Regions from separate parts of the Zea mays genome. Here regions 1, 2 and 4 are each linked to region 3. The links are chromatin contacts, called in public Hi-C maps. All regions are on one chromosome and are shown on one strand. The core of a region is the stretch at or near the end of the contact, and the rest is flanking DNA. Distances in the headings are between cores, read along the strand shown.

The links. Hi-C and Micro-C count contacts between places; a contact is called where the count stands out from the background.
Region 1: a contact with region 3 is called in a Hi-C map of ear, with 4 times the contacts expected there. The contact joins the promoter of LOC100273645 here to the promoter of LOC100279329 in region 3. A contact is called at or near these places in 3 of 25 Hi-C or Micro-C datasets (ear, leaf mesophyll and tassel).
Region 2: a contact with region 3 is called in a Hi-C map of leaf mesophyll, with 4 times the contacts expected there. The contact joins the promoter of LOC100286183 here to the promoter of LOC100279329 in region 3. A contact is called at or near these places in 2 of 25 Hi-C or Micro-C datasets (endosperm and leaf mesophyll).
Region 4: a Hi-C map of bundle sheath shows a contact between it and region 3, with 2.1 times the contacts expected there. The contact joins the promoter of LOC100193727 here to the promoter of LOC100279329 in region 3. A contact is called at or near these places in 4 of 25 Hi-C or Micro-C datasets (bundle sheath, endosperm, leaf and 1 more).

What each region holds. Positions count from the first base shown.
Region 1 is chr3:160,752,045-160,757,402 of Zm-B73-REFERENCE-NAM-5.0, forward strand. LOC100273645 (60S ribosomal protein L13) reads right to left here and starts at 1,929. Exons shown (of 5, transcript NM_001161720.1): 1 at 1,882-1,929; 2 at 1,391-1,524; 3 at 714-847; 4 at 299-457; 5 at 1-197. The coding sequence starts at 1,499.
Region 2 is chr3:160,735,305-160,740,156 of Zm-B73-REFERENCE-NAM-5.0, forward strand. It overlaps LOC100286183, which reads left to right and starts at 2,479. Exons shown (of 16, transcript NM_001159071.2): 1 at 2,479-2,804; 2 at 2,975-3,174; 3 at 3,420-3,499; 4 at 3,595-3,708; 5 at 4,197-4,320; 6 at 4,423-4,481; 7 at 4,575-4,646. The coding sequence starts at 2,662.
Region 3 is chr3:161,168,710-161,173,922 of Zm-B73-REFERENCE-NAM-5.0, forward strand. LOC100279329 reads right to left here and starts at 2,267. Exons shown (of 14, transcript NR_176412.1): 1 at 1,906-2,267; 2 at 1,215-1,383; 3 at 987-1,119; 4 at 730-900; 5 at 455-537; 6 at 242-355; 7 at 88-154. It overlaps LOC100272251, which reads right to left. Exons shown (of 5, transcript NM_001146746.1): 5 at 3,280-3,897. The coding sequence ends at 3,808.
Region 4 is chr3:160,875,027-160,880,567 of Zm-B73-REFERENCE-NAM-5.0, forward strand. It overlaps LOC100193727, which reads left to right and starts at 2,772. Exons shown (of 2, transcript NM_001138815.1): 1 at 2,772-2,971; 2 at 4,785-5,541. The coding sequence starts at 2,883.

The DNA of each region.
Region 1 (5,358 bases), core at 679-3,178, 420 kb before region 3:
GCTGCCTTCTTCTGGCGGGCACCGAGGTGCTTCTTGTTCATCCGCTCAAGGCGGAGCTTGCCATAGGCCGCAAACGCCTTCATCTCATCTGTGACCTTCACAACCTCTACAGAGCGCTTCTCACCGCGAGTAATTGGCATGTAGTCACCCTGTACCTGGGTAGCAGTGGTAAGCTCCTCCAGAGTAGAGTCACCAGCCTGCAACAAAAGTAGGTGATAAGGGATTTTGAGATCAAAGCAGCCAGAGACAATGCCTTCAAGAGATACTTAATTGTTCAGGAAAAGATGACTACTCATACCTTGACCTTGCGAGCACGCCTTGGGAAGATAACCAGCTTGGCCTTGTATGTCTTAAGCCTCTGGACATTGGCCTGCAGCCCCTCAAGGGATTTGTTCTTGCGGCGGTGATCCACAGAAATGCCAATGGTTGGAGCAAGCCTTTTTGGAATGCCCGCAGCCTGCAATCAACATAGTTACTTCTAATATCAAGATAACACAAGGTAATTCAACAAGTAGAAAAGGAACAGCAAAAATTAAACACCATGAGATAGCAAAATTTATAAACATTAGAAAATTTGTGGTCATGCAAAAGACAGCATATCAGCCTCTATACAGCGGTTCACACAAAAATAGCATGTGGCATACATACAACAGCAATTCATTTGATATGAGAACAACAAAACAAACATGGCTCAAGAGCAAACAATGCATCACCTTCAACTCCTCAAGGGTAAAGCCTCTCCCAGCCCTTGACTTCATGTTGTACTTGAGAGTCTGGCATTGAACAATGGGACGAAGAGGGCCAGCAGTTGGTCGTGGGAATATCTTCACAGCCTTCTTTTGACGTGCTGCACAGAGAACATAGCAGGGTAAATTATACGCTTGTCAGCAGGTGCAATAGGGGGGAAATCATACATAACAAGTAAATCAATGAAAGCAATTGTTGAGTAAAGCAAGTGAACTTTTAGTTTGGTTACTTCATCGATAGCATAAAGGGAAAACAATGCACTGCAAATCAGATACAAGCATAGCAAACCCGATTAGCATATTCACCCGGACACCCGGTAGGTGGTGGCTTGGGAGCTATCCAGGCTTAGCTAGTGCAGGCCGCCAGGCCTGAATACTAGGTGGTGTCATGGTACAAACAAGGAACAGCCAACTGGTGTTACAGTTTAAAGGATGAACAAACTAGTGTTAAAACTAACTTATTTAGCAAGCCAATACGAAACCAAACATACTAGATTGCAACAAACTAAACCTTGCACTGGTTCATTATCGATGGGGATGAGGCAATTGCAATGGGCAGGACAAGTGACCTGTTTATTAGCTAGTTTGAATTCAACAAGCACGCGAAATGTTGTAGGTAGGCTAAAAAATGGCGATGAGCTCACCGATGCGGCGCCTCTGCTTGCGGGCGGGCTGGTTGAACCATGTCTTGACATAGTTCTGCCAGTGCTTCTTGAAGTGCCCGTTGGGGATGACGTTGTTGTGCTTCACCATTTCGCCCTCTTTCTCTCCTTCTTACCTGTACACATCAACAACGCAACAGTGACGGCATCAGCAGAGACGAGCAACGAGCACACCACGGGAACAAGAATCAACGAGCTGCCGCCAGCTCCACCCTATGCTCTCGTTAGCAGCGCCTCGAGCAAGTTGCAACACCAATGCACACAAACGCATCGAGAGCACACCAGATCCTATGGTCAGCGCTAGGAAACGGATCAAGAGGAACCCAGAGCCGTCGCGCAGCAAGATCCGCGTGCGCATCCCACAGGCCACGGCTAAGCAGTCGATTAACAACCGAGATCAGACGGGCAACGAACCCACACGCAGCACAGAACGAAGCCCAGGAGGTAGGAAGCCGACGAGCAAAAGGTCTTACCTGTAGAGGAGATGCGGCAGCGGCGCGAGGAGTGGAGGCGGAGCGGGGTGTCCAGCGGAGGCGGGGTTTTGCGCTAGGGTTGGGTGCTTATAGGGGTCGGAGGAGAGGAGGCGCGAGCCCTAGCTTGGACGGCCGAGATCTCACCATTCTGGTGACGGAATTGATGGGCCGTTGAGTGGGCGGATCTCATCGGGCCTTTCTAATGGACAAGTGAAAATATTTCCATGAGGTGGGCCTCTACGTCCCCGTTCCGTTCCATGCTGTTTGGGCCGTAGGTGCACGTTTCATATTTAGGGAGAAAATTGTCGTGTTTTCTGATTTAAACATAAATAAATATGATTTTTAAATGGTCTTTTACTTTTTTATAAACATAAAACCATCTTAAATTTACCTACTCGAAGGGTAAACTTTCATGTGTTAAAAGTTTGATGAACAAAATATATACGGTTTTAGAATTACGTGACCGAAAACAAACAATGGCCGACTATCGAGTTGAAATATAGTCCATGAGTTCACAAATATATTTTGTCGTTGACTTTAAAAAACTTTAATTACTTATCTTATTTAAAAAAATCGTGAGTTGTTGTTTATTTTTTTATAATTTATTTTTATCATTGGAGGTCATTTGAACATGACTTAAAATGTTACATTTTTGAATAAATATTTTGAATAAGATGAGTGGTGAAAGTTTTTTTAGAAAAAAGGTCAATATTATCATATATTTGTAAAAGGAGGTAGTATTCTTTGTTGTTGTGGATTAGGACCGCTATTGTATATGTACGGGTTGTTTGTTGGTGCATATTTTCCCTTTCATGGCGTGACAGGGCTTTGTATGGTGTGCAAGAGGATTCTTCCACATGAATCCTCTTCAATTCTCTGGTCACCAAACCCGTTCTTAAAATTACTGAGCAAAAGTATGGTCTCATCTCTTGAAGATGCATTTGCCGGTAAGCAAGAGCGGAGGCGTTGCTCGAGCAACACCTTGTCCCAGCCCAACTAGAGACCCACAGTAAAAAAAACTAATTTCTAAGTCCTAACCCTACTATTTGGGCAAGACCGATGCACGCATAACGCACCCGCTTTCGACCGTCGACGCCAGCATCTAAGCTCTGTCGGTCGTCTGTCGTTGTCATGTCCCTGTTCCACCAGGTGCCAACTCCAATCTCCCTGTTTCACCGAGCTCGAGCTCCGGACCACCCACGCCTAGGCCGACTCGGCTTCGACGACGCCTCCTAGTCCCAGGTCGCCTGTCTGCCTAGCCAGGCGAGCTCCACCACAGCTCCTTGACAGCCGGCAAGATGAGGTGCTCCCCGCGAGCCATCGTGCCGCCCGAGCTCCTCCTCGCAGATCCGCCCCGCGCTGCAACAACCCAACAACAAGTATTGGCTTCCGTCGTGGACATGGTGATGTGGTACATCGTATCTCATCGCCTCTTCTCCTACATCGCCCTCCATGTCTCTTTTTTCAATTGTTTAACAAATTTTACCTCAATTTGCTATTAATAACACATTTCTCTTATTTAAAAATGAATCCGTGGAAATGTATATTCTTATTTCAATTGTTTAACAAATTTTACCTCAATTTGCTATTAATAACACATTTCTCTTTTTTCAGATTCATTCGCTATACAACATTTAGTTATAAATGGATTATGATCATGATGACTCTGGAATAAGGTAATAGTAAATTTTATTTCGCCGTTATGTCAGCAACATCTTAATTTTAATGTGTCCTCCACCACTATCGGTAAGTGAGAGCACCTAGAGGGGGAGGTGAATAGGTGATCCTGTAAAACTTAAAACTTAAGCCACAAAAACTTGGTTAAGTGTTAGCACAATAATTGCCAAGTGGCTAGAGAGAAGTCAAAACGCAATAACCACAACAGATCAAAACACAGAGATGGCACGGTGGTTATCCCGTGGTTCGGCCAAGACCAACGCTTGTCTACTCCACGTTGTGGCGTCCCAACGGACGAGGGTTGCAATCAACCCCTCTCAAGCGGTCCAAAGACCCACTTGAATACCACAGTGTTTTGCTTGCTTTTCTTTATCCCGTTTGCGAGGAATCTCCACAACTTGGAGCTTCTCGCCCTTACACTTGAAATTCACAAAGAAACACAGAGCAAGGGAGGATTAGCAACGCACACAAGACACAAGAATCAAAGTATCAACACACACACAAGTCGCAACAAGAGCTCGCAACTGAAAGGGAAATGTGCCCTTGGGCCATTTCTAAGTATTTTGGTGATTTAGTGTCCAACACAAGTGCCTAAGTGTAAAAGATGGACAAAGTACAAATCAAGGATAAAGGTATGTTTCTCAGACTTAGTACATTGTTTTATGGACTAATGTATTGTGTCTAAGTGCTGGAAACAGGAAAAATCCAATTGAAAATGCCTTGGCTCGAACAGCCAAGACTTTGCTGAGTCTGGGAGCACCGGACTGTCCGGTGGTGCATCGGACAGTGTCCGGTGGTGCACCAGACAGTGTCCGGTGCGCCAGGCTGGCTCGAGCGAAGTGGCTGCTCTTGGGACTTCGATGGCGGTGTACGGCTATAATTCACCGGACTGTCCGGTGGTGCACCGGACTGTCCGGTGGGCCGTTCACAGGCGAACTCGTCGCTCTCGGGAATTCATCGTCGACATACGGCTATAATTCACCGCACTGTCCTGTGTGCACCGGACTGTCCGGTGAGCCAACGGTCGGCAGGGCCAACGGTCGGCCGCGCGATCTGCACGGGACACGTGGCCGAGCCAACGGCTAGAAGGGGGCACCGGACTGTCCGGTGTGCACCGGACATATCCGGTGCGCCAATGGCTCTCAGGCTGCCAACGGTCGACTGCGCCATTTTTGGAAGGAAATCGGGCACCGGACAGTGTCCGGTGCGCCAGTCGGCAGAAGGCAAGATCAGCCTTCCTTGATTGCTCTCAACGGCTCCTAGCTGCCTTGGGGCTATAAAAGGGACCCCTAGGCGCATGGAGGAGTACACCAAGCATTCCTACAACATTCCTAAGCACCAAGACATCGATTCCGCGCCTTTGATTCTTTGCGATAGCAATTAGAGCTCTAGTTGAGTGGTGAACTCTTGAGTTGTGTTGTGAGCTCTCGTTGCGACTTATGTGCGTGGTGTTGCTGTGATTTCTTGTCTTGAGTGCGTTGCTAATCCCTCCCTTGCTCCGTGTTCTTTGTGAATTTCAAGTGTAAGGGCGAGAGGCTCCAAGTTGTGGAGATTCCTCGCAAACGGGATTGAGAAAAAGCAAGCAAAACACCGTGGTATTCAAGTGGGTCTTTGGACCGCTTGAGAGGGGTTGATTGCAACCCTCGTCCGTTGAGACGCCACAACGTGGAGTAGGCAAGCGTTGGTCTTGGCCGAACCACGGGATAACCACCGTGCCATCTCTGTGATTGATCCTTGTTGGTTATTGTGTTTTGTTGAGGATTCCTCTTTAGCCACTTGGCAATTATTGTGCTAACGATT
Region 2 (4,852 bases), core at 1,229-3,728, 430 kb before region 3:
CCGGCCCTGTAGGGGCTGCAGATACAGTAGCTGTTCGGCTTTCATCCGTGGGAAAACTTAGCGTGTTGTTGCCGTAGCAGGCCAGCCGAACGGCTGCAGCCCACCAGCCGAACGGCTGGGCCTTTTTGATTCCAGCCGAAGAAGCCGAAGTAGACCAGCCGAACACGCTGTCAATTACTGCCATCGTCTGGCTTTTCTTTCGGTCGAGTTTCGAAACCAGACATGCGTTGTTCTTCTCGAACCTCGAACCCGTTTAAATTATGTCCGTGCTAAGCCCTTGCTCGGTTTGCAAAGAGTCAGAAAAGAATTGAGGGGATTAAATTGCTTTCTATTTAATTTTAACTAAAAAGGATTTAATTCACTCTAATTCCTTTAATCTCTTCCTAAGTGGGTCTCGAGAGGGTTTCATTACTTTTTATAATTTATTTAGCTTTTGGAAAATGGGATATTACCTAAAACAGTCTTAGTAATGCTAAATATGATTTTATTTTTTTAAAACAGTCTAAGTAATACTAAATACGGTTTAAAATGGTTCGTCTCATGTATAAATGTTTTTGAAACGTGTCTTGACACCAATTAGAACGTTGATAATTTTCTTGCTATACTACTAGATCTAAGGGGTGTTTGAATGCACTAGATCTAACAGTTAGCTGCTAAAATTACTTAAAGACATCTAAACAGTCTAACTAATATCTAATAGTTATGTAGAAAACTTTTAAATATGAATTTACGAAGTTTTCGGAGAAAACACTTCTCCAACATTTTTGTAAAGCAGGCCTTTAAATTTACGATCTCCATACAAAACCCAATTTCATCCATGCATTTACAAACCTTGTTGGAACTCTCTAAATCAATGTCGGTTCTAGATCCACCGGGAAAACCATATTTCGGCCACCGTTTGTGTCATCCCACCGTCCCATTGACCATAAATCCATCTCCAGTGCCACGTGGTGTCTTCATGCCGTCGTTGCGATCTTCTGGTCTTCCATCGACAACTTTGACCACCCAAGACATTATGGAAGGTTATTGATGAGTTAGCTCAATTAAAAATAGAAAGCATGCTCACTTTTTTGTTCACATGGTCAAATTTAAAAATTAGCAACCAACAAATAGAGAACTGTTGGAGCACACATTATTTTCTACTTCTTAAAGTGATTTAGCAACTTATTAAATCTGTAATTTAGGGTGCTAAATTTACATAACTATTGAAGATGCTCTTAGCTGATTAATTTCACTAGCAATTTTTTAGCTAACTATCTATTAGCTCTAGTGTATTCAAACACCCCTAAATATAATTAATTTATTTGGTTTGCCATGTCCTAGTCTATTTCTAGAATGTTGTATCAGGATGCTTTGGAGCTCATACACATTTTATCTTTACAAATCTTATCAATTATCCACCGTTTTTTAAGTTTGGAAATAATGTAAATGTCTTAAAAAAACCACTTGTAACAGGTGTAAAAATATATTTTTAATGGTTGTAAGGGTTGCAGGAGTACGATATTGATTTCAAAATTAAGGAGAAAAACAAACCGCATTTGCAATTAGGGTTGGGCAAAAATCCAGTAACCCGAAACCGGAATACTCGAACCCGAAATACCCGAAACCCGAATTTTGTTCGAGAATTTTGGGTACCAACTTGCAAAACCCGAATTTATTTCAGGTAATTGGGGTATCACAATCGGGTACCCGAAATACCCGAACTTTCATGTGTCATGTATTCATGTCATGTTTAATTATTAATTTGTACATCTATAATTATGTGTAAGTGTGCATAACTTGTGATTGTAGATTGCTTGTGTTTTATATGTCCATGTATATCATTATTCAAACTATATTTTTATACTAATTTAATAGGGTGTATGTGTTTTTATTAAGCCAACACAACAATTCGGGTAGTTTGGGAATACTCGAACCCGAACCCGAAATTCCGAGTACCCGATTTTTCGGGTATTGTAAAACCCGTTGTAATTTCGGGTATCGATTCTCGAAACCCGAAATTTAAAATACCCGAATTACCCGACCCGAAATTTTCGGGTAACCCGAACACCCACCCCTATTTGCAATCCAGGAGGTAAAACTTTTTTAGGACTAGTTTGAAAACCCATTTTTTCCAAGAGAAAATGAACTAATTTCCCTTGGGAAAATAAAAACACCGTAGAAAAATGAGGTTCCCAAACTAGTCTTTATAAGGAACATATTTATGGCTAGTTTGATAATTCAATTTTTCGAAGGAATTTCTATTTTCTCAAGAAAAAATAAACTATTTTTTTAGAAAATGAAAATACTTTGGAAAAATGGGTTCCCCGACTAGCGGGCGAAATTTTGAATGGTTTTAAGAGCTGGTGGGCGAAAATTACGTGAAGTCGCTAGAGCAAGCCCAAAGACAGCCGGCCCATCCAGTGACATTACGAAGGCTAGACAGTACGGATCGGCCCAACTCGCATCTAAACCCTAGCCCCTCACCGTTCTCAATCTCTTCTCCCTTGATCGGCACAGCCACAACCTCCTTCTCCAATACTCTCTCCCTCGCCGCCGGCCACCTCCGCCTCCTCCCACGCGCCACCTCCGCCTCCTCCCACGCGCCACCTCCGCCTCCTCCCACGCGCCACCTCCGCGACAAACCACTGAAGGAGGGAGAGGACTCGCTCATATCGTCCGATGGAGGAGGACTCGATCAAGGGGATGATCTCCGCGATATCCTGGGTGCCCAGGGGCGCCGCCAAGAGCGTGCCCGTCGTTGCCGACCCGCCCACTCAGGAGGAGATCGCCGAGGCCATGAAGACCTTCGACCTGGGCAGAGAGTGAGAGCCGCCTCCCTCCGCCCTCTGTTTCTATCCTTGCATCGCGTGCTCTACTTCCAGCAATAGTGACGAATTTTGTTTCGTTGCCGTGTGTAACCTGTCTTTCTCCATCATTAATTCTAGCGACAGTGACTTGGTTTCATTTTTCTTGCCATGTAACCTGTATCCAGCTCCGGGAGCGACGCTGACGAGGATGATGATGCTGCCACCATGGAACTCGACGGTGCGGCGGAAACGGTGGAGGAGGTTGATGAGGCTGCCCGAGCCAAGGCCGTAGCCAAGGCGCTCTGCAAGGGCTCTAGCAAGGCGGACGACGTCGCTGATGAGCTCCGCGAACTCAACATGGACGCGTACGATGATGAAGATGAAGGTGTGCGCCTTCTCTTCCATTCATCCTCCTGCTAAGGCCTTGTTCGGTTATTACCATTACACATGGATTGGATGAGATTGAAAAATTTTAAGAAGAAGTTTGATTTGCTTGGGATTTAAACCCATCCAATCCCACTCAATCCACATGGATTGAGAGAGAACCGAACAAGCCCTAATTAATTCAATCGGCCAGGTGAGCTGTGGCGAATAGGCGACTGATGATTTTTTAACCTGTGATTATGTTAGAGGTCGATATTTTCGGCTCTGGGCTGGGGGACTTGTACTATCCGAGCAACGCAATGGACCCATATCTGAAGAAGAACAATGTGAGTTCAATTCCTCTGCTGTTTTACTTTGCTTTTTGTGTACTGCTGATGGAAAGAAATGGATGCATATTGATACCCATTTTGTACCTTATTAGGAGGATGATGAGGAGGACGACGATGATGATGAGGAAATCGAAGATAAGATGATCATGCCTACTGATTTTGTTATTGTCTGTGCACATAGTGAGGACGATATCTTCTCTCTTCAGGCAAGTATCGGTTACCATATAATCTGATTTTGCTTGGGAAAAACAGCCATGATAATGCTTTTTTTCCTTGTATGAGTCGGCCTGTTTGGATCTCCTAGAGCTAACAATTAGCTGCTAAATTAGCCTAGATCCTGCTTGGATCCCCAGCTAATAGTCTGGCTAGTGCTACTACCACCTAGCTAGCTATTAGCTGATTCCCTTCAGCTAACACCGCTAATAGTTCCTTGTAGTAATAGAATATGGTATACTACCACCATCTCTTTTAGGTGACCACTGATGTATCAAGAATGAAATTATAGCATTACTAGCTCTGGCTGTAGTTAGTAAATTTGTGTTTGGAAATTGACCCCAGCATGTGCTCATAGTGTCTGTCCATGTAAAAATACAGTCTGGTCTTGTTACTTTGCATTTTTCGCCCTGGCAGAATGACTTGCCAGACTGCCCTATGCTATTAGTTTTCATACTTGTTAAATTATTGTCGATGACAGGTCAACATTCTTGAAGAAACAAATGATGGTGAACAAAATATCTTTGTGCATCATGACGTTCCTCTCGCTGATTTTCCGCTATGCACAGCTTGGATGGATTTTAATCTGAAAGGTGGTGAAAAAGGTAAAGCTGGCATGTTAAAGTAAGGGATACCAATTTATTTCTTTGGATTGGAAGGAACTTCTTATCTGATTCTGTTGCTTTCTCCACACTTCAATATCACAGGGAATTTTGTAGCCGTTGGAACCATGGATCCTGCCATAGAAATATGGGACTTAGATATGGTAAGGTCTCTTGTTTGAGGGCTGTAACCATGAGGTGCCTCATTGCAAAACAGTTGATATATTATTTGGTGCACCTTTGATATTTCTCAACAGGTTGATGAAGTGCAACCGCACATGGTGCTAGGAGGACTTTCAAAAAAGAAGAAAAAGACAAAGGGCAAAAAGGTCTGCAACTATCTCTAATCTTGAATGAGATTTGGGCTATCATACTTCTGTAGGTTGCTTTTCTGGATGTTATGCTAAACATCTTGCTCTCCTTCTATAATTGCAGTCAATATTTCCAGCATTACCCAATACTGCGAGTTTCTTGCATTAGTTTGTTGATAAATGCTAGTATTCTTGTTGACACCAAATTACTATTTATTTATTTG
Region 3 (5,213 bases), core at 1,017-3,516:
AAACATGATGGCAGTTAGTTGATGAGTAGGTACAGATAATTAAATGTGATTGCATAGCGATACAAAGGTAATTGTAAAGAGACTTGCCTTCTCGACCGTGGTGGACTCAGGAGGAAGATTTTGGGCGATAACACGCATCAATATATCTCTAGATCTGTCATATAAATCAAAGCAAGGCTTGTAGTTCGAGTCAGGTCTAGAAATAGTTGTTCCTGTGATTAGACTAAGAAAAGGTACTCACGTCAGAATTCCTCCAGGTTTGTTTTCAATTGCTACAACTGCTGAACTCACTTTTAATTCCAGCATCTTCTTTGATGCTGTCAACACCATGTCTGATGGTGCAACAGTGACAACTCTAAAGAATTGAGATCAGGACATAAGTTGTTCTGAACTGGCATTTATGTTGCATGAATGCTCAAGAAGGCACTTAATCTGAAAAAAGAACGGATATTACCTACTTTGGATTCTCAGAGATAATAGTAGACAGCGATGGCCTAAACATCCGTTCTCGAAGCGTCTCAATAAAATTGTTAGGACCTGCAAAATAAACAGAGAGAAGATTAAAGGAGCACACTAGAAAAGCCATGAGAGCAAACTTTCATACATAAAGTTTATAATATACATGTGAAACATAAAGGTGAAGGGTAGTAGAATGAAGTTGGATGCATAATTTCATTTCCAAATGTAGAATAAAGATGAGAAGAGGTAGGGAATATGTCAAGTACAGACCAGGCACAGCTGCTCCCCAATGCTTTTCAACGCCCTCGACGGCAGCGGCAATTGCTTTTCCTTTCTCCGCCGCCCTTTCCATCCGTGCAATAGCATCATATAGGCACTTGGCTATGTCCAGAATTGCAATGACCTCGCCATTCTCCACGACAGGCAGATGCCTGAACTTACCTGGAACCGAAGGATACGTTTCATCAGGGAACATTAAAAGATGAATATAGGTGAGGCGCACAGAAACCGTGGGAGCATTCACAGACCTTGCACCATCTTTTGCAACGCCTCGACTGCAAGCGTGTCCGCGAGAACAAATACAGGGTTTCGGGTCATGACCTTGGAGACCGGTGTCTCTTCCATCTTCAACTCACGAGCAATCACCCTTGTGGTTATGTCCTGACCAGCGTTCCCAAAATACAGCATACAGTGAGAAATGGGAACATCTAAGGCGGCACTGACACGAAAAAAAAAGCGAAGGAACATCCCCTCACCTTGTCGGTGAGGATCCCACAGAGCAAAGCGTTGGAGTCAGTCAGCAGCACGGCGTCAACCCTGCGTGACGCCATCCTCCGACAAGCCTCGTGCACGGTTGTGTGATCCGGTATCGTCAGCGCCTTGGACAGCCTCAGCCTTTTCACGGTCCTCTCGCCGGTCAGTGACCTGGAAAGAATCACACGAGGTACGTTTTTTTTCAGCTGTGAAGATTTTGGTCTTGTCCATTTGATAGAGCAGGCATGGCAATATAATCATGGCTTGACAGCAATCAATGTCGTGTTGCAATCTTGCTTGTGTTAGTGAAACGTGTGTGGTTTACGTTACACGCGAAATTCCACAGCCGGAGTCATGCGTATGTGGTACGGCATGGTTGTAAGAGTTGAATGGGATTCAGCACTTGTCTGTTGTAACTGAAAAACGGCCCGTACTTGGTATTGTTAGACTAAAAAGTGCGTAACATCCATCGATTCCACAAACCGGGGGAGGTGTCAAATCTAGGCTATGGAAGCTCCCAGCTACAAACAAAGCGAGGCACACGGAAGCTACTCCAGGTTGACACGCGACGCGACGCTTGAAGCCTTGATCCGAAGACACCATGCGTCCATGCCACAGAGACGGTAGGTACGGAGCACGGTCTACGCTACGCATAACAAGGGCAGAGCAAGGCGGGTGCGGCGGATCACGTACGTGGAGTGGCCGCGGGAGAGGGAGACGGAGGACCGCCTGGAGGGCGGCGGGGCGTCATGGCCGTGCCCGTTCTCGGCGGGCAGGACCCTCCTCCTGGATCCGGAGGACGATGAGACGTTCCTCCGGCCGGCGCCCGCGCCCGCGCCGCCGTCCATCTCCCGGCGCGCGCCGCCCGCCGGGGGAAGCGAGAGCCTCCGATCGGCGACGGCGCTGATCCGCGGCGGCGCAGGAGCGGGGGATTCTCTTTGTCTCGCCCGCTGGCTCCCGCGAATCAGGAGCGCTCCCCAATAGGTGGGGGAAGGCGGAGACCGGAGACGGGGCCGAAGGTCGCGGCGTGCGGCAGGGTATCTAAAATTTTCCTTCTTTTTTTTCGCCGAGCTGGTGGGTGCTGGGTGGTGGTGTTCGGATGCCCCCGTCCCGTGCGTGCGCGCCTGGCCTGGCCCGCGTGGTGTTTGCTTTGCGCATTCGTGTCGACGAGAGGCGGCTGAGTGGCTGACGGCTGGGGCTGGATAATGCCGCGAGGCGTGCGATGCGGATGTGGGGACCATAGCAGACTGCAGAGAGAGCAGCTCCGGGCCTCCGATCGAAATCCAACCGTGTCGACGCGGCCCACGCCACCCGTCGGGCGGCCGACCCGCGCAATCCCGCGTCGACACGACTGTTTAGACGCATGGCGGTGGTGATGTGTCGCCCGCGGGACGGGACACGGGACTGACCACCGCGCCGCGCCGCTTCCCTGAGGTGAGGGGCCGGGGACGCCGCCGGGCAGTATATATACCGCTGCCGGGCGGCGAGCGCTGGTGGCCGTGCACCAGAAGGCCGAACACCTGGCGCCGGCCGCCGGGAGACAATGCCTCAGCTCGCGTGCAATGCAAATGCTACGAGAGCGGGCGGCTTGGGGTCCTCTCTCCGTCTCGACCACGCCAGTTCGACCAGGTACGCCGTCGCCGGCGGCGGATGGATGGCTAGGTCGTCGCTCCTTCATTCTTCTGTTACTTCCGCCACGCATTCTTAAAGGGTGTTTGGTTTGTAGGGACTAATTTTTAGTCCCTACATTTTATTCCACTTTAGTTACAAAATTATCAAATATAGAAACTAAAACTCTATTGTAGTTTCTATATTTGTCAATTTATATACTAAAATGGAACAAAATGAAGGGACTAAACATTAGTCCCTAGAAACCAAACACCCCCTTAGATACTTCCTCCATACTCGGTCAGTCTAACTTTCCTCCATCTAGTAGTATTATGTTTTATTATATCAAATATTTCGATTTGATCGGCAATTTTTTTTAAAAAAAATTATATAGGTTAACGACATAAGATTTTGTTTTCGTATCATTATTATGACAACTGCTTTCAGCACACAGTATATAATTCACAGATATTACCTTTCAGCCCACTGACGCCTAGGGCAACTGCATAAACACAAGTGTACAGCACAATTTTTATCACAAACTTGCGAAAACATCCGGCTAGATTTGACACCCAACCCGCCCTCTCTTTTTTGCAGATGAAATCATGCAAGCCTGTACCATTAAAAGGAGTTAGCTACTGATTGAAAATTTGACATCTGCTAGGCAATCACATAATTTTACAGCATCACACTTTTTCTGCACATCACACTAGGTAAGAGGAGCGTGAGACCCAGGCTCCACGAGGGTCACTGCAGGTTGGCACATCCAAACAAACATAAGCAGCAAGCACAGTGCTAGGAAATAAACTTTGTGCGACAACGTAACGGGGCTTAAGTTCGGCAAGGAGCGGCACAGTTTCCGCATCCTGTTATTGAACTCCACTTCCTCGGCTAACCTTGCCAGCAGCCACCTTGACAAACCTCAGCTACACAACAATAGTATGCGGCACCGGCACCGCCCCGTTAGCAACAGATGCACGCCCCGTTTCATTTGTCGGTTGCACGCTCTGCCGAGTAAAGCAACATCTGGCTGCTTGTACTTGCACCGGCACCACCATTGTTTTCTTTTGCCAACATCTGCATTTCATCATAATAGAGAACTTCAGACTAACATGCGAGGAATACATAGCTGCATTTACCAATTTCGTAAAAAATGATTCATAGTGAGCAATAATCTCTTTTTTTTTCTGAGATGACTGACGAGTTCCATTCTGATGAACGGTGTTCCTTTCAAGCTTCAGGATATACAAACAGAACATTTTGTGAGACATGGTTCGTATGCACGTTTACTGTGTCCAGCTTACAAATGGTTGACTCTAGAATAGTAAGGCAGCACGATCCACTTGCCGTCGAAATCATACCAAAAAAGCTCAATTAGAATATAACAAGAATGACTTTTGGCGTTTGTTATCTTGTCCTACTTAAGAGTAGAGCTACATAACTGAGTTGAGCTCTGACAGGGCTTCCGGCCATTGATGTTAGATTTTCACATAATATTTTTTAGCTGTCCCTTAATTAAGAATGGAATTGACACAGTTTTAAGTAAAATCGGACCCAAAACCTACGCAAGGTGTACAAACTACCCAAGCAATGGCAGCCTCACACATAAAACTCATCCAGAGTCATCGTTGTCGAGCTCAACATAATGGACCAAAGAAAACTGGACGACGTCTATAGCCAAACACTAACACAAATGGAGGAAGACCGCGGAGCGTCGTCATTGTCAAGCCTCGAGACACCACACGTGAGGCAGCTCCGATTCTTCACGAACGGGACTTTCAATCTTGATCTTCCGCCTCGTTCCCAACATATGCCTAACCTCAGAAGCAATCCTTCCACGAAGAAGGGGGCGTCTCACGTCATCATTGACGAGCCACATCCCCTGACGTAGCAGCTTCGACTTTACGCTCCAACACCGTACCTCCACCCGCATACCAAACGCTAAGAAGCGAAAGCATCTACAGAAAAGCGATGTCGTGGTCGGGACAAAACTTCAATAGCGACCTCTTCAGGAAGGGAGTGACGTTGCAGACGTCATCGTCGCATGTCCAAGATGACAGGCTTTCACCCATAGAAGACAGTGCTGAGGAATGCGACGCTCTCAAGTGGGTAAGCGACGCTCACGAGCGTCATCGGCGTCGAAAGCCTTGACGAAGTCCCCCAACACAACGTCAAGTCAAGGTCAAAGCAAGCTACCTCCGTCGTCGTCGTTGCCCCGACACCCGCACAAACCTTCCAGATGGGCATCGACGCACCGATTGCCGCGGCAGCTGCCACCCCTCGAGTTGGGCAGATGGAACCGGGCACCACCATGCCACGTGCGACACTACCACGCGCCGGAGTCGTTGCTAGCAGTTGTCGTCGACCCTGGAAAATGCGGCCACCTAAGCCAG
Region 4 (5,541 bases), core at 1,522-4,021, 290 kb before region 3:
GAGGAGGGGGGAGGACTCACCGGAGAGGGGGAAGACGGCGGCGCTTCGCGAATTGCGCTCGGGCAAGGGGAGGAAGGTAGTGGCTGAGGCCGGTGCGGGGAAGGAGGTGCCCGAGGTGACCTTTTTATAGGCGCCCGAGGGAAGGGGAGCGGCGGAGCTCGGCGGGCGCCGGTGAGGTGCACAGCGCCGGCATTAATGCCGCACAGCGCCGCCGATGAGACTCCACGGTGGGGCGGTACCGGGCAAGGACGTTGGTCAAGGGGGGGGAGGACGAGGCGGTGCCGAACTCTTCCTGTGCGGCGAGGGGACGATGATGGAGGGGACGGCGGTGAAGGGACGGTGGAGCGTCGTACGCGGGGAAGACGACGCGGCTGACCGGTGGGGCTGGTCTGCCAGAGAGGGAAAACGCGCGAGCGAGAGGGGCTGGCGGGTGGGGCTGGCGTGTCAGCGAGAGCGGGTGAGGGGAGCGTGCGGGCGGCTTCGCGCGTGAGCAGGCCGACTAATGGACCGAGGGAGAGGAATGCGCGGGCGCGCGGGAGGGGAGGCGGTCGCGCCATGGGCCGGAATTGGCCCAGCAGAGGGGGGATTCTTTTCCTTTTTCTTTTTACCTTCTCAACTCATTTCTTATTTGTTTCTTTTTCTTTTTGCACAAAATTATTTGGTGGATATTCTAGGTGTTGGAAAATAAAATCTAAGTGAGGTGCTTGTGATCAAACAAAGTGTATGCATATGATGAAAGAAAATCTAAGGGAGTTTTTGGAATTAGAGGATGAAAAGAGGGGAGGGGTAGATTAGGGTTTCAAACCTAGGTTAGGATTTTGGGATGTTACAGTAATGATGGCCCCCCCTGTGACGTGGTCGGTCCGAGCCCTAGGTCGGGCGAGGCGAAGGCTCCTCCGAGGTCGAGGTCGAATCCGAGCCCCGGGTCGGGCGAGGCGGAGTTCGTCGTCTTTCGGAGCCGAGACCGAGTCCGAGCCTTGGGGTCGGGCGAGGCGGAGTTCGTCGTCTTTCGGAGTCGAGGCTGAGTCCGAGCCCTAGGGTCGGGCGAGGCGGAGTCCGTCGTCTTCCGGAGCCGAGGCTGAGTCCGAGCCCTGGGGTCGGGCGAAGCGGAGTTCGTCGTCCGAGGCCGAGACGGGGGCCGAGCCCTGGGGTCGGGCGAGGCGGAGCTTCCTATGGCGCCCGAGGTCGGACTTGGCTGCTGTCAGCCTCACTCTGTCGAGCGGCACAACAGTCGGAGCGACGCAGACGGCGCTGTCTTCTTGTCAGGTCGGTCAGTGGAGCGGCGAAGTGACTGTGGTCACTTCGGCTCTGTCGACTGAAGAGCGCACGTCAGGATAAGGTGTCAGGCGATCCTCGCATTAAATGCTCCTGCGATACGGTCGGTCGGTGTGGCGATTTGGCCAAGGTTGCTTCTTGGCGAAGACTGGGTCTCGGGCAGCCGAAGGTGTGTCCGTTGCTTGAGGGGGCCCTCGGGCGAGATGTGGATCCTCCGGGGTCGGCTGCCCTTGCCCGAGGCTGGGCTCGGGCGAGGCGAGATCGTATCCCTTGAGTGGACCGAGCCTTGACCTTAATCGCACCCATCAGGCCTTTGCAGCTTTGTGCTGATGGGGGTTACCAGCTGAGATTAGGAGTCTTAGGGGTACCCCTAATTATAGTCCCCGACACTCCCAATCCCAAAAGAGCAGTTAAAACAAAGCTTATTTTTCTGCACATCACCACACATGTCTGATGACACACTAGACACATCTAGTGAGTTTTACGTCAGCTAGCCATTGTGAACTAGTCATTGCTAATCATTGAAGCCTAGGTAACCGTTGCGACACACATATTCGATAAGCTATACCCAACTAGGTTGCATTTGCAACCCTTTTTGAGCATGTTGTTCGGTGAATGATCTGATGCATCATCGGACACGTCCAATGCTCTATCCAATGTGACATCTGGTATACTTGTTAGGTTTACATATGCGTTTGGTGTACTTATTCTTCAGCCTAATTTTTAATAGACACTGCACCTGTCCAGTGCTAGCCCGTTTTCTATGTATTTGTGTTTCTTGTGTGGGCTTATTACATCTTATGTCTTGGACTCTTTTGCATGATATTGATAGATCTTTAATAATTATTCAATGTCTTGCTTTAGAGTGTTGATCTCCTTGATCATTTCGTTGTCTTCGTTCATCCTTTGGACTATAATAAACAACACTAGCAAACACATTAGTCTAAATAACTATATTGATCATCAAATACAAAAAAAACTTTAATTAAATAGGCAACAATCCATTTTTTGTTTAGGCTCTCTAGAGCAAGGCCATCAGAATAGTAACCTGCAACCCGCAAACCACTCTCTAATCTACAAATTTACCTTTGTGAGAAGGAAACCACGGCCATTAATGTTTCATAAATTATGATTATAGTTTTTTTTAGTAATAGCATAAACATGTTTATACGTGTGTTATCTTGGTATTGTATTTCCCACTATAAAGTATGACCATATATTACATAGTTATATTATAAAACAATTATAAAACAAAAGACATCATTGATGCTTACTTAAACCGCACCACACCCAAACCCAACCCAACCGATGACACTAGCTATCTATAAACCCGAGCAAACAAAAGCAAACCGCACCCACACCACACGGGACGGGGACGGGAACACGGCGAGGGCGAAGCCACGCAAACGGACACGGCACGCGCGGCCTCACGCCGTCACCTGCTTCGCTGCTGTCCATTTAGCGAAGCGGAAAGGGAGGGTGCGACCGGAAGGCCCGACCCCGACCCGGAAGACGAGGTAGAGGAGGGGGCGAGCGACAGAGGCAGTGGAGGGGCGCGGTGAGGAGGCCGGCGGCGCGCGCGCGCTTGCGGCGCCGGCGGCCTGGCGATGGGGGAGGTGGCCGCGCTGCGCCAGCTCGTCGGCCAGGTCCAGGAGCTCTGGGACCTCTACGGCGCCAACGGCAACCCCGTCCCCAGGCAAGGCGAACGAGCGAACGAAAACCTCCTGGCCTCCTCCTCCTCCTCCTCCTCCTCCTCCCTCTCTCTCTCTCTCCCCGTTGTTTGGTTATTACTCCGCTCCCACCTCGCGCTCTCGTCCGCGTCCTCGCTGCCCCGCCCCCGTCCTTTATACTCCCGCCGTTCTGCCCCCGCCTCGCGCGGATCTGCTCGCCGCGCTGCGGGGGTTTGCAATCGCATCGCGAATTTGCCGGCCTCACTAGCTGATTGTTTTTTTGTCGGTTGATTGATTGATCTGCCGCGCCTGTTTGTTTCACTTCCCCAAGCAGATTACTAGGCCGGATCTTTGGGGTGCTTGTCTGTGCGCCACAGGATTTCGATCCACTGTTTTCGGCCCCTCGAATTGGTGTTACCTGCGTCCACTCCCCCCACACCCCTACCTCCTCCGCGCTAGATTTGGCACTGTTGAACGGAGGAACAGGGCGCGCGCCGTAGAAATGTAACAATCCGTATACCCTCCCTCGCTCTAGTTTTACATTACGTTTTGCTGACTTTGCTGTTGGCATGTTGGCTGTTGCTAGTTTATGTGCCCCATGGTCACAGGTTTTGGCATTGGCCCCATGCATAGGACACGATTATTATTTACGCAACCCCATGGAATCGAGACCAGGGCAGCCTCCACCCTAGGTTAGTTTAGCGAACGCGACGCCGATGATAATCTTAACATATCTCCGGTCAGTTTGACTTTTGAGCCGCGTCGTGGAGCTTTGTTGGCAAGGGGGACCAAAGCAAAGGGAGGAAATCAACTTACCTCACGTGCTTTACTGGTTTTTAATGGAGGCGGACTTGGTAAACCTGCTCCAGTGCTCCCAGTCCCAGGGCTTAGCTGGACATGCGGTGGAAACCCGAGAAGCCATTCTAATATGCCCCCTTCCTCGATGCTGGGACTCGTTCTAAGCTCTTATGCCACCGCTATTGTTCTTATGCACGCTTTGATAAGCGTCGTCGTGCTTGGCTGCTTGCTGTTTGCGATTTCTTTTCTTCACTAGGCTGTATGAGTTTGTTTCTGTGGAAAGTTACATGCCATCCTGTAGCAAGTAAAATTGAGTTCTGGCAAGCTTCTCATGTCAGGCAATGTTTCCTGGATGTAATCCAAAGAGGCCTTCACTGCATTGCCTGTCAGGCCATAAGGAGAGTATCCTCCCAGCTTCAATTTTCCTCAGATTCACATAGAATCCAGCCATTTGAGTTTTTGTTTCCCTTCACAAGAATATAATATATTATCCTCTGTATACCAAGTCTAATCTGCTGAGAAACATATGATTGGCCAGCGTTGTTCCTGATATAAACTACTTGGTTGACCATGACACCTCTGATAGTCTGATTGCCTGGCAAATAATATGAATATCACATCTTGGCTTTAGAGAGGGTTGATGAATGTTGATTGGAAAATGGATGACAAAATTGATACTTGTGCACTACAGAAAGCGAACTAGTTGATAAATTCATATTTCCCATTGGACAAGCAAGAGAAAACAGTTACAGATTAGTCATTTTTTGAGTGTAAGCATGTTGCTCCATGTACGACAACATGAATAAATCATGCATTCAGTCAAGTGATTCTGTCAAAATTATTGACATGACACTTTCATACTTCTGTATGTATTTTTGTCCAAAACAATGCTTCGAATGGTAAACAACTAAACTGGGGGTTATATATTGTATTATTCCTTTTCTTTTGCAGTTAAAAAAAATCTTGTTCATAGTTCATACCCTGTCCAGACTAATTTTCCCTTAAATAAAATGGACTAACTGGGCTATCAATATGCTACAGGTGGTATTTACCTGACTTCGAACATGGTTCAATCAAGGATGATTATTGTGGGGGAAGCTCAGGATACAACTCGGAATTACTGAAGATCATGGAAACTAACCAATCTCCCCCTTGCAAGCGACCGCGGAGAGATCGAAACCGTGAAAAGGCACCCTCCTCAAACAAAATTGAAGTCATGGAACAAGAGATATGGAGAGATTTCCCTGAAGATCTTTTCGAAACTGTCATAGCAAGGCTTCCTGTTGCTGCAATTTTTCGATTCCGCACTGTCTGCCGAAGGTGGTCTTCCCTTTTGGGCTCAGACAGTTTCTCTCGTCAGTACTCTGAAGCTCCACATGGACTGCCATGGTTCTATACAATCACTCATGAGAATTCAAACAACAATGTTGCGATGTATGATCCTTTGCTGAAGAAATGGCACCACCAATCTGTTCCTCTCAATCATACGAAGATAGTTATTCCAGTGGCATCCGTGGGTGGCCTTGTATGTTTATTGGATCTGAGCCACAGGAATTTTTACATCTGCAACCCTCTTACGCAATCACTGAAGGAGATCCCACCAAGATCAGTCCATGGTTGGTCAAGAGTCGTTGTAGGGATGGTGTTGAATGGAAGAAGTTCTAGTGATGGCTACAAAGTAATGTGGTTAGATATTGATGGGACTTGCGAAGTTTATGACTCTACAAAGAACGTGTGGTCTTGCCCTGGAACTTTTCCTCCAAGCATCAAACTTCCACTTGCTCTAAATTTGAGGTCA